4 separate regions of the Mus musculus genome follow, and all the other regions are linked to region 2. A link is a contact called in public Hi-C data. All regions are on one chromosome and are shown on one strand. Each heading gives the region's core, a stretch centred on a gene start, on an enhancer-like site or on the middle of the called end of the contact. The rest is flanking DNA. Distances are from core to core; before and after follow the strand shown. Region 1 has its middle 67 kb from the start of Gm29922. Region 2 has its middle 190 kb from the start of Gm29922. Region 3 has its middle 33 kb from the start of Gm40217. Region 4 has its middle 43 kb from the start of Gm30126.

Region 1 (3,246 bases), core at 461-2,960, 260 kb after region 2:
ATAGAGCTCATTAGTTGCAGACACAAAGCATTCATATAGGAAACTGTCCCTAAAACAAAATCAGGGTGCGTCCGTGCTAGAAGGCAGGAACCACATATATCCAGACCAAGGCCTTCTATAGACAACAGCATGCCCAGAGAGAGGAAGCAGCTGACTTCTGGTCCGTGTCTCCAGTTTCCGACTACATCTGGAGCAGGGAACTAGCTGGAAGACAGCACAGATAGAGATCTAGTGCAACCCAAGCAATACTGTTGGGCTGGGGAAAGGTCTAGAAGCTACAACAAGAACTTAAAAATATCTTCCCTATTGCAGATGAGTTCTGGGCCCCGAGAGAATATGGTATTCCATACAAGTCCCAGGGTTCATCTTCCCCACAGGGACAGTGCAGCATGCACTTGGAGGTTGGGAGGGGAGATGGTTAACAAGCTCTCACTCTAGAGATGGTTATTTCCTAGGAAATCATGTGGCAGGTTCGATGTAGTTCTCATGACTGTCCATAGAAATGGACACAGCCATGCCAAGTGATAGAAGAGGGGACAGAGAAGCAAGGGGCACCTAGGATCCAACTTGTCACAGGTGAAGCAGGTGGCCCCAGCTGAAGGCCAAGCTGTTGAACAAACCCACCCCCACCCCCCCCACCCCCGCATGAGGTAGCATCTCCTCATTCTTTCTCTAGAAGAAGGCAAGATATTTGCTTGCTCTGATCATTTAAGAGAATATTATTTGTATGCCATGGTATGTTCTAAGTCTGATTCCTCCATGTTTTTCTAGGCTGAAGGCAGATACTAGGGTGCTCCAGAAGGAAGCAAGGGAGAGAAAGAGAGAGAGAGAGGGAGGGAGGGAGGGAGGGAGGGAGGGAGGGAGGGAGGGAGGGAGGGAGGGAGGGAGGGAGGGGAATAGAACAAGAAATCCTTCCTTGGCTCCCACATCTCTTCTTTATGTTCTAGGATCAGCTCAACACAATAACGATCATCAAATGTACACAGCTCTCAGCTTTGGTTAAATACTTTTGTGTTCTTTGAGCCCTCTGATCGCCCTGTGAAGGGAAAAGGGATCCTACTTCATGAACGCTGTCATGAGTGGATCACCTCTGGAGGCTTGCCAAGTTCTAACAGCTGCGAAGGCTGTGAAGTGTGAACCTGGCCATAGCCTGGCCCTCCGGAGGTCTGTTTCCACCTGTCTCCTCAAATAAAAGAGCTGCAGGCTGTGGATGAGTGGTGGTCGGCCTGTGCATGACAAGGAAGAATTTGGTTCAGTGTGGCCTACCAAGCTCTGCCCCCACAGTCAGGGCAGTGACTAGCTTTAAAGGAACACAGGCAATATGACAGCCACACAGCTGTGCAGCTTGAGGGGTCTGGGAGCCTCCTGGTGACACCAAGGCTGCAACCCTCAAGGCCTGCAGGAGCACAGACAGAGGGGCCCACACTGTGAGCTGAGACCTCTGAGCCACATCTAGGGTCACAGCAGCCATATGGCATCCCGAGGCCACAGCAAAGAAGAAGACAGGGCAAACCTCCGGTCTGTCCCATCCCTTGAACTTTCCATAACTTCTCGACACCAACAATTAGGACTCCTATTGGATCTGATCAAACCTGAACACTATTCAGGAAGCTTGAGGCTATTGGTGCAAGGGGCTCGTACAGGTGGGGACTACCCCAGGTCCCTAGGAGAGGAAACACAGCACCCCGTACCTCAGCAGCACTCTGGTACATCTGGACTTTCTCCTTCATTCCTTGGCGCTGTGCGAGTTGATGAGCTGTGGAGCACAGCCAGAGTGTTTTCAGAACTGTTAGCTATTATGTCCTAAAAAATAATAAATTGCATGCAGTGATCTGCTTCTTTCTTTCAAAGCAACTGCAGAGCCAAAACCCCAGGCTCTCTCTAGGGCACACATTGCCTGGTCATCAATGGGGGAGGGGGATCTATATCCCCAGATACCCCCACTTAATCTCAATTCCTCACTCAGCACCAGATGCGAGTCCTCTTGGTCCCCTGATACCGTGACACCCTTACAGGCTTCTCAAAGCCCTGTTGGCAGAGTGAACTGAGATCCCAGCCGTAGGCAACCCTCTCCTCAAGACACTGGCTCTGAATAGATTATTTCAGATCATAAAACGTACTGATCCAACAAGCTCAAATCCACAAATAACAGGCTGTCCAGTGAGTAGGGAAGTTACCATTGTGTCAGCTAGAAAAGCCTGCTCACCGTATGCCTTCTGCTTTCTACTCTTTTCCACATCTGCCTGACAACTTTCTCTCTTGTCCCACCACCTCCTCCTTCCTCTCCCCTCTTCCCTCTTCTTCTGTCTTCTCCCCCACCCCCGTTCTCCCCTCCCATATCTCCCTATTATCTCTATTATCCCTCTCCTTTCCAGGCTTCATGTTGCCCCCACACACACACCAGCCCAATGCATACCTCTCTGCCTTTCCTTCTTCACTTTAGAACCCTTGGGACAGCTCTGTAGCAAACAAAGTTTGTGACTGCCCCCCAACACACACACACACACACACACACACACACACACACACACACACATTAGAGCTGGGGCATCTTCAGTGATGCTGTTTAAAACCTATTGCTTACTATTTGGCTGAGGCCACAGTTTTAGTAGGGGTGTTAAAAGCTGACCACTAGCTGATAGATACACAGTTTCAGACCCAGAAATGGAAATTCTGGGCCCAACATGTCTGGGATATTAGTGTATTAAAAAGCATAAGAAGGGCTGAGACTATAGGTCAATGTAGAGATCTTTCCTGGCAAGATCTGTGTGAGCTCCTAGTTTACTTGCCAAGCCTGAGAACAAACAGAAACAAAGAAAGGGGGTTGAGAGATTGCTCCTTAAGTAAGAACACTTACCATGACTGCAAGAGGACCTGAGTTCAAATCCCTAACATCAAGCCTATAAGCCCAGTGTTAAGGGCTTAGAATGGTTCCTCTAGGAGCTTGTGCCTAACTGAAACAGCAAGCTCAAGGCTCGGGGCTGTCCTAGTCAGGGTTTCTATTACTGGGATAAACACTGTGACTAAAGCAAGTTGGGAAGGAAAGCATTCATTTGGCCACATCACAGTGCATCATTAAAGGAAGTCAGGACAGGAACTCAAACAGGGCAGGAACCTGGAGGCAGGAACTGATGCAGAGGCCATGGAGGAGTGCTGCTTCCTGGCTTGCTCCTCATGTCTTGATCAATCTGCTTTCTTATAGAACCTAGGACAACCAGCCTGGGGTAGCACCACCCACAATGGGCT
Region 2 (3,070 bases), core at 351-2,850:
TGCTGTGCTCAAATTATAAAGCCAGATAGCTGCTAATACAGAGTGTCTGTGCTGAGAGGAGAGGAAATGAGAGATGAGGGATAGGGAAGGAGGGAAAGAGGAAGAGGAGAGGGAAGAGAGAAAGAATGAGAGGGGAAGGTGAAGATAGAGAGTTCTAAAGGAAGTGAGGAAATAAGCTAAGAAAAAGTTCATTTAAAATTAATTCATAAAATAATTAATAAAAATACTTAACTAATTTAAAATAAGTTCATTTTAAGATAGTATATGAGTTACATTACTAGAATGTTCATCGTAGATGTTTATGGAAGAGGGTAGGGTCAGAGGAAAGTTTAGAACTAGAAACAGGAAGCAGATAGGCAGAACAGGAGGTTGGACCATGACAGGACCAGAAGCAGATTCTGTATGCTCGGACTGAGGGGACATAATGGAGATGGAGTTTTACACTGTCCTGGCAGTGAGAAGGGCAGGGAAATCTGAGGAAAGCAAAGGTTGCAAGCCTTCCCTGGGCAAGGCTTTGTGAGTGGAGGTGGTGTTAGTGTGGGAAGGTGGGTCTCCTTTAAAGCAGTGGTTCTCTGCATATGTAGCAGAGGATTCCCTAGTTGGCCTGGGAAGAGAGGCCCCTTGGTCTTGCAAACTTTATATGCCCCAGTACAGGGGAATACCAGGACCAAGAAGTGGGAGTGGATGGGTAGGGGAGCAGGGCAGGGGGCGGGCGGTATAGGGAACTTTTGGGATAGCATTGGAAATGTAAATAAAGAAAATATTGAATAATAAAGCAGTGGTTCTCAACCTGTGGGTCATGACCTTCTTGGGGTTGAACAACCCTTTCACAGAGCTCACCTTAGACCATTGGAAAACAAAAATATTTGCATTACAATTCATAACAGTAGCAAAATTATAGTTATGAAGTAGCAATGAAAAATGTTATGGTTGGGGGTCACAACATGAGGAACTGCATTAAAGGGTTGCAAAATTAGGAAGGTTGAGACCCACTGTTTTAAAGGGTAGCTCAGAGAGCATCTTGGAAATGGTTGAGCCTGAAGAAGCTCAGAAGTCATTGCAGAATGAATTTTATCCTCTGAAACATGTAGGGTGAAGACTTAAGCTTGGATGTGACTGTAGTAGAGACAGAGTCTTCAGAAAACAATTAAGTCAAAATGGGTCATTGGACTTGACACCTAATCAGATAGGGCCACTGGCCTTAAAGAGACAGCCTCCCCCTCCTCCTCATTTCTCTCCCTCTCCCTCTCCTTCTCCTTCTCCCTTTCACCTGTGCCCTGTGACTCCCATCTTCACTGAAGTTTTTACAGAGAGAAATGGCACACGTTGAACCTGTATCTTCTGACTTGATCCTGTGCTGTCTTCAACCAACAAAGCTGCTCTCAGAAGAAGTTCATATTCAGGGTTACTGCTTGTCAGAATTTATTTGAAAAAACCAAAAACAATGCTTTTTTTTTTCTTCAGTGCTCCGTGTGATCATAGCCAGGAATTTTTGGCAAAGATTTTTATCATCACAGTGTGTTCTGTCTACTAATGGGCCAAGGGGCCAGTGGAACACAACACCCATCCACAGAGCATGGGGTGGGAGGGAGGAATGAGAGGAGGAGTGAGCAAAGGTCTTTGGAAACTGGGACGCCACGTGAGCCATTGGAAGTTAACACTAAACAGAGAGGACTGTCAAAGTCCTGGCACTGACAAGAAATCTAATACTGGAGCTTCAAGGCAGAGCAACTTAGAAGTTCAGGGCAAGAAAAATAAAAAATGACATCTGATACAGGGAAATGTCTTTGACCTGGACAATAAAATGAAATTAGCCTGCAGTGTATGTAGAGGATGGGGGCCTTTAAAGAAAGAGAGTTTTGGCAACGCTAAGTGACTTAGCTTTATGTAATGGAAAAACTTAACTACATTCTGGTGCAAATACTGTAAGCTCTGAGTCTAGGGTGACAGTTTCAAAATGCCTTTATTAAATACCCGTTCATTGAGGCAGTGGCCAGTTTCACCAAGTGTCCTCATGTAGACATTTCCTCCTGTCACTTGTCCTTCCTCCCTAGAGTCACTTCCTAAATTAATTTTGTCTCTGGTCCCATTCTGGGGATCTCTGATTAAGGTAGCTGCCTACAAAGTGGTCCCAGGTCGTGTTGGTTGGATGGTGTTTCTGAGTGTTCATTTCTAGACCAGTGGTCCTCAACCTTCCTACTGCTGCGACCCTTTAATACAGTTCCTCACGCTGTGGTGATTCCCCCCACACACCATAGAATTATTTTCGTTGCTACTTCATAACTGTAATTTTGCTACTGTTATGATTGTTACATAGTATTTTTGGAGATAGAGGGTTGCTAAAAAGGTCACGGTCCCCAGGTTGAGAAAACCATGTTCTGGACTCTTATCGTCAACATCCTAACTTCCAATTTGGAGCATACTTCTATCAAGAGACACTGGAAGATTTCCACTAAGCTTCAAACTGTGTTTCCATTTTGTCACAAGCACCCTTTATCATTCACCAACAGACAAAGACCTCAGTTTATCCTGATGAGGATAACGGACTCTGGATATGTAGAGGCACCAGGCTTGTTGCTATAGAGTGGAAACAAGGCACAATATACCAGAAACCTAGGGGATTCACCAAAGTGATCCTTGATACTTCCATGCATGGTCACAATAGTCACAAGGCAAGAGTCACCAAGGTTTATGCATTAAAGGCAACAAGCTCTCCTATCCCTCTAGGATGAGGTCCACCAAGAATGCACCCATGTATTGGCTAGGTATGAGGAAATCGTTAGAGATGTTGGAGATGGAAGTGTGGATTTTGGCCGTGGGAGTTCTGGTAAGATGAAGGGTTGCTTTTCTTCAATGGGATGAGCTCCTTTTGTTGAGTTCCTCTGTGCACTTCCTTGGCTGTATGCCACTCTTTCTTCTAGAAGTCACTTGGAAGTGAAGTACCTACACATGAGCTTCTGCTTCTGCACATGTGGGGAATCTATGTAGAGGAAAGTACAGCTGGGTATGCTCTCAGTTGCGCTGAGTAATCATTTTTGCAATGACACTTCAAAGTAGTAATATGTTGTTA
Region 3 (3,283 bases), core at 560-3,059, 300 kb before region 2:
AAATCCTAACCCCCCAAAACCATAAACCAAAACACCTCAGCAGATCCTTTTACATGTGTGTGCAAACATACACACTTATACACACATACACACATTTATACACACATACACACACACACACACACACACACACACACACACTTCTTTTTTAACGTTATCAGCTGTGTACAAGATGCAAGTGAGAGTCAAGGAATGCAAATGTGTTTCCACTCATGTCTACCATGTGCCTGGCGCTAGATATGTTGTCTGCTCTACTCTTCATAGTAACTCTGTAAGACAGCAGGTCTATTTTTCCACAAAGGGATGCTCAGACAGGTAAGATGTCTTGACTCTTACACAATGGTTAGGCATCAAGGCCAAGATTAAAACCTTAGCCTGTCTGGCCTCCAAATTCAGGCTGGCTTTCTTTTCTTTTCTTTTCTTTTCTTTTCTTTTCTTTTCTTTTCTTTTCTTTTCTTTTCGTTTCTTCTCGCCTCTTCTCATTGCTTCTCTTCTCTTCTCTTCTCTTCTCTTCTCTTCTCTTCTCTTCTCTTCTCTTCTCTTCTCTTCTCTTCTCTTCTCCCCTCCCCTCCCCTCCCCTCCCCTCCCCCCCCCCCTCCCCTCCCCTCCCCTCCCCTCTCCTCCCCTCCTCCCCATGTCTTGCCCTCTCCCCGAGTCTGTCTTCTCAGGCTGTCCAGGAATGTGCCACCACGGCCAGGCAGGTTTGTTTGTTTGTTAGTTTTTCTATTATTTTCTTTTCTGCTACTTTCTGCCTGGGAATTTGTGTTGTGTGTATTAGTAGGAGCCATTGTTTTCTCTAAGCGCCTCTCTTTAGGAAGGCTCCATTTCTTTGTCCTATGTAATGCTATAGAACATCCTGCAGGTTCAAAACAAAAATATTTAACTCTTCGACTATATGGGACTGCTCACATTCTGCACTAAAGGACAACATGGTGGTGGTGATGGGAACAATGTTGGGAGATGCTCTCCCAGAAATGGATGCTGGCTGTTGGTTCTGTTTTGAGATGTGGGGTCAGGTATCAGGAACAGGTTGTGTGGCTCTATTTGTCTTTAAGATGAGTAGGTTAAGCTTTGGAGAGGAAGACAGAAGATTAAACAGGGGCGGGGGGGGGGGAACCTTCCTTCCAGCTCAATCAGCTGAAGGTTGTAGGGACTTCAGTCAACTGTGAGCACTAACTGCTACTTAGCAGCTTCACAGAGATCCAGGAGTCTGTGTATGGAAGACACCCTTATATCCTGTCCAGCTTACTGCATTCTCGAATTATAGTTGGCAAAAGATAAGTAAATGAAAGTAAGCTACTCAACCCATGGTTTATGTACCACTCTGTGTTCTTTTGAGCAGTAGAATGAATATTCCCAGGTTTTCAAGTTAATGAGGCACAGGTCTGATTTTTAATCAAGCCTCTTACCTGTGTTTGTGGCTTGCTTATGTGGGTCAGCCATTTAGTCCTTCTGGCCTCAGGTTCTCCGTCTGTGAGAAAAGTGTAACAATACCTGAATTGTAAGGTCAGCAGCAGCAACAGCAGCAGCAGGCACTCCTCCATTATTAGTATTTTTTCTTCCTATGTCTCAAAGTGGGAATTCTTTATCTGTTATTTGTTAGGTAGAGAGATGAGCATGAGAGATGACCTAAATTCTCTGAGACAATATGAATCCACCCAGCCTGTCGGTGGCGACTGCCAGCCTCTGTTCAAAGCTTCAGCCAGTGCCCATTATGTCATTATGGAGCCTGCAGAAGTGATTACCAATGTTACTTTTCCAGTTCACTGCAGAGCAGAGGGGGAGAGGTTTTTCACACTGCTGGCGTTTTGTTGGAGCACGGTGATATGGATCCCAGATGGCTCCCTCGGCAGATGTGGCCCTGCAGAAGTGTACTGCTGCTTTACAAGGGATTTAATGAAAACCTGGCGCCCCTCCAGGCTTGAGTCAATCCTCTGGTGTTCTCAGCTAATACACACAGACTGGTCTGCCAGTTCCCACCTATAGATGGCGCGGGGGAGGCTGGGGTGAAAAGCTTTTACTTGAGTAACAAGGCTAAGCCTCTGTGACCCAGTCTACAGGTTGGGGTAGGAGAGCTGGAACAGGGGCGTGGAGGGACATTGGTAGGAGGGTAGCTCATACTGAAGACTGTCCAGTTAGCTGAGGGTAGCCCGTACTGGAAAATTTCCAGTTAGCTATTGTTTAGGCAGGATGATCTGGGGGACGAGGACAAAGATGGCTTTCCCAGTTGTTTGGGACTCATGGTGTTTTTCTTCCTTGCCATGGGTTAGACTAAAAAGCAGTGGGAAAAACGGTGGCTTCAGTTAGTTCCTGCTTTTAATTGGAATTGGATCTGTGTCTAGTCACCCTGTTTGAAGTGCTCCGACTCCTCAAGTGTCAGCTTGCTCACTCCCATGTCTTTTATTTTGGCTTCACTATCATATTTTGGAAACGATGCCTCAATCTCCTGGCTGCAAGCTCCCACCCCCCAGTTCTTAGCCTTATGGCACAAGGCTTATGCTGCCGGAGCCAGACATGAGTTGTGAAATGTAACCACAATTTACTTGTCTACTTGCTTCCTGTTTTGGTCAGTTTGTGGGATGCAAGACCTTTGGAAGTAAGAGCTCCTTGCATCTCCTTGACTGCTAAAGCCCAGTGCCCAGGGTGGCCTGGTCCAAAGTAAAGCTTCAACAAGCATTACTGGATAAGGGATGCATTCAAGGACAAGAATAAGACAGGTCTATGTTTATACCGCAGTGCCATCATCCACAAGCTGGACTCCTTTCCCAGATCTCTCTTAGGTTCACCACGTGTACACAAGGGCTCAGCTGCTAGAGAGAAAGGTTGTTCATAGACAGCAGCACCAAGGAGAGCCCAAGACACACAAGCTATGAAGCAGTCTCTAAAAATTAAGCCCCGATACGTGTATCTAGTATTTCTGTTCAGCTAACGCCCATTGAAGATCTAGGATCCGCTCTGCCCCTTACCAAGACCTGGCAGTACATTAGGTGGGTCCTCACACAACCCTGGGAGCTGTTTTGTTTTGTTTAAGTTTCTTTCCCATTTTAGAACAAAGGAAGTAAGGCTTTGGGAAGATGCAGCAGCCGAGCAAGCCTCAACAGCTCCTCAGAGGGACAGACAGCATTAACCACATTTCTATTTTCAAAGCCATAATTTTCCCCATAATCCCAGGCTGCTTCCTATTAACACTTACCCTGGATAAATAAACATAAGGAAGCCACGTTCTCTGTCCTCTGGGGGCTCTGGTTAAGGTGATAAGACATATGTAAGAGTAGAATGAAAC
Region 4 (3,030 bases), core at 521-3,020, 510 kb after region 2:
CAAGATATGGCACGGTTTGTACTTACTGCTCTTAGATTTACAATAAAAGAGAGCAGAAATAAATGAAAAAAATATGCAATTTGATAAAGAGAAAAGAATGAGCACGTGTCTTAGTTACTTTTCTATTGTTGTTAAGAGACACCATGACCAAGGCAACTTACAAAAGAAGGAGTTTACTGGGATGCACAATTGCAGAGGGTCAGAGTCCATGATCATCATGGCAGCAGGCAGGCAGGCATGGTGCTGGAGCAATAGTGGAGAGCTTACATCTAATCCACAAGCATTAGACAGAGAGTGAGCTAACAGGGAATAACATGGGCTTTTGAAACCTCAAAGCCCACTCCCAGTGACACACCTCCTCCAACAAGGCCACACCCCCTAATCCTTCACAAACAGTTCCACAAACTGGAGAGCAAACATTCAAATATACAAGCGTATGGGGGCCATTCTCATTCTAACCACCACAGCCAGTTTCAAGTTACAAAGTTGGTGCAGAGAAAGCTGCTGTGCTTGTTAAAAAGATTTGCACCGCTAAAGAGAAACCACATTCTCTGTCCTGGGGTGATAGGAAAGATGCCCAGAGAGCAAGATCCCACCCATTAAAGCCTCTAAGTTTCAGAAATGCAAATTCATTTAAAAGGAAAGAGCCTTAACTGAAATTGCTTCCAAGTGGGAATTCCCTGCTGCCAAGCAATCTCAGATTCAGCCACCAAAGCACACAGAGACTGCTATAGCCATGACTGAAAAGGGACAATACTGTGTCCCAAGCTGACAGTAGAAGCATCACTGACAGTTTGAAAGCATGAAAAGCATGGGAGTCACCAGTGTCCTGGAGTCTTGCACTGAGGCTGCAGGAAGTCACTGAGGCCAGGCAATGTATAGCAAGATCCGATTCCCTGTGAGAATGCCTGGACAGACCATTGCACAAAACTGCCACAGGCTGCAGGAATAGAATAGAGCCATCCCAAAAGAAGCTACATGCACTGCAGGCAGCGGAAGTAGGAGGGTGGGGCCACCCAAGTCTGTTGTAACCCAGATGATGCCATTCAGAGCCCCCAGTGCTGGACATGGAGCTACAGAAACTGATATTTACCATGCTAAGTTTTGGTCTTGTTGTGGCCCAACTATTTCTTTGTTATACCCGTACTTCTCCCCCTTTGAAGTATAAATGCTTACGCAATGCTAGCGCCAAGTTGGTTGGATTTGGAAATACATCTCTGGGTATGTGTGTGAATACATTTCCTGAGAGGTTTGACAGAATGGACACCCCACTCTGAATGTGGGTGATACTATCCCATAGGCTGGAATCCTAGACTGAATAAAAAGGTAAAATACAGGAGGAGGGGCTGGAGAGGTGGCTTAGAGGTTGAGTCCTTGCTGTTCAAGCATGAGGGAAAAAGTTTAGATGCCAACACCAGTGTAACAAGCCAGGCAACCTGCAGATGCCTGTAAACCCAGCTCTGAGTGGGACAAAATAGAGATCTCTGGGTTTGCTGGCTTCCAGCCAAGCTGAAAACTCAGAGCTTGCAGGATCAGGGAAAGATGCTGTCTCAAAATCATAGGCTAGAGGGATAGAAGATGCCTTCTCTGTCTCTAAAAATGCACAGGCATTCAGCTGACACATAGACACTCACATGAATATACCACATTAGCATGCGTGTTCCCTCAATCTATGAGCCAGAGGAAGACTTTCCTCCCCTGGCTTGCTCCCTGGGAGGCATCTTGTCAGAACAACAGGAAAGTAACCAACCCAGCTCCCAGCTCCCTCTGCTCAGCAGCTAGGCGGAAACTGCAACACCAGCATCAGCCACTGTGTGGACAGGATATAAGTGCAGAGGAGAGTTTACACAGTTCCAAATATCGAAACATAATTTAGCATTTGCCCACAGAAAACTGTTTCTGTTTCTGAGCATGTTTATCAAAAGGATGGAGAAAGAGAAGTATAGACGGGCAGTGGGAAGAATTTGAAATGGGCTGTTTATTTAGAAAACTAACCAAAGCAACAGGAAGCAAAACATTCTGCTATGCAAGTGGCTCTATTTTTCTTTAAGGTCAATGACACTTATTTCTTAATCCCATCCCATCAGCTCTGTGGTAGGAGAAGTGCTTCCCAGAGACCTACGAACTATTCATGAGACGTCATTCCTTCCAGATTGTTTGTGTGTGTGTGTGTATGATGGGTAGCATTTCAGTGGGAAGAGAGAGGTTCAACACAGCTGGAAGTCCACCATCACAATCCAAAACCCAACCCTCAACCATAAAAACCTCCACCAGGCCTTTTCCTGCCTTGAATTTGGGTGGTGCTCGAGCTGGTACGTCAGCTGGGCCAGCCTGATGTCAAAACGCTTATAAGAATCTTGTATTTTGCCACCAACCCTCTTCCAAACCAGACGCATAAGTGGCTTGTGAGACTTTTCCCAGTCATGCAGTTTCACAAGAGCCCATCTATTCAGTCAGCAAATCGTGGTAAAAAACCTACCACATCCCAGACCCTGGACTGGCACTGAGTTGAAAGTAATTAAGCAAAAGCATCCACATTTCTCCTAATGCTGGGTCGTGTTTATGGCCTGCATCTTGTTCAGCCTTCTAATGATGAACACCTGGTCAACATCAACCATATGACAATTCATCATTCGGTTCTCTTGTTTCGTTCAAAAGCCTGTCCCTAGATGATCCTCAAGGATGCATTTCTTTTGGGATTCAATCCAATATCCAGATGTGTGAGTGTGCTTAGAAGGGTCACGAGACCCTTGGAACCAAACTTGCTCTAACATGATTTAACTACAAAGCCCTTCCTTAGACCCTGCTCGGGTTTAATATTGCTTTCCTGAGGCCCATCTGTTCTCTCAGTGCCTCTTAGTGTGGGTGTGTCCAAGCCACCTGCTCAAGGGGACCCAGTTTCACTGCCTCAGAACCAGAGTCGTTTCCTGTTTCCACATTAGATGAATTTTTAACGAGATGACAAGGGGCAGCTGTTTTCTCAAGCCATGAAGAGTGAAAGAAAAGGAAGCACACGGGCCAAGAGGGAAG

Evidence for each region. A called contact is a pair of places that touch in the nucleus more often than the background predicts.
Region 1: a contact with region 2 is called in a Hi-C map of uterus, with 8 times the contacts expected there. The contact joins two enhancer-like sites. A contact is called at or near these places in 1 of 15 datasets of contacts at CTCF or cohesin (the NIH/3T3 cell line), 3 of 484 Hi-C or Micro-C datasets (nephron progenitors and uterus) and 3 of 115 datasets of contacts at active chromatin or transcription factors (embryonic stem cells, fibro-adipogenic progenitors and pancreatic cancer cells).
Region 3: a contact with region 2 is called in a Hi-C map of uterus, with 2.7 times the contacts expected there. The contact joins two enhancer-like sites. A contact is called at or near these places in 1 of 484 Hi-C or Micro-C datasets (uterus) and 1 of 115 datasets of contacts at active chromatin or transcription factors (fibro-adipogenic progenitors).
Region 4: a contact with region 2 is called in a Hi-C map of uterus, with 5 times the contacts expected there. The contact joins two enhancer-like sites.

What each region holds. Positions count from the first base shown.
Region 1 is chr4:105,910,726-105,913,971 of GRCm38.p6, forward strand. No RefSeq gene overlaps it. Among named protein-coding and RNA genes, the nearest start is that of Gm29922, 67 kb to the left of the region's middle. Within about 2 kb of position 1,711, at least 11 of the 459 cell types and tissues checked have an H3K27ac peak or open chromatin away from gene starts, as enhancers often do. A contact at or near this core is called in uterus, where this site is marked.
Region 2 is chr4:105,654,646-105,657,715 of GRCm38.p6, forward strand. No RefSeq gene overlaps it. Among named protein-coding and RNA genes, the nearest start is that of Gm29922, 190 kb to the right of the region's middle. Within about 2 kb of position 1,601, at least 22 of the 459 cell types and tissues checked have an H3K27ac peak or open chromatin away from gene starts, as enhancers often do. A contact at or near this core is called in uterus, where this site is marked.
Region 3 is chr4:105,350,637-105,353,919 of GRCm38.p6, forward strand. No RefSeq gene overlaps it. Among named protein-coding and RNA genes, the nearest start is that of Gm40217, 33 kb to the left of the region's middle. Within about 2 kb of position 1,810, at least 18 of the 459 cell types and tissues checked have an H3K27ac peak or open chromatin away from gene starts, as enhancers often do. A contact at or near this core is called in uterus, where this site is marked.
Region 4 is chr4:106,166,126-106,169,155 of GRCm38.p6, forward strand. No RefSeq gene overlaps it. Among named protein-coding and RNA genes, the nearest start is that of Gm30126, 43 kb to the left of the region's middle. Within about 2 kb of position 1,771, at least 11 of the 459 cell types and tissues checked have an H3K27ac peak or open chromatin away from gene starts, as enhancers often do. A contact at or near this core is called in uterus, where this site is marked.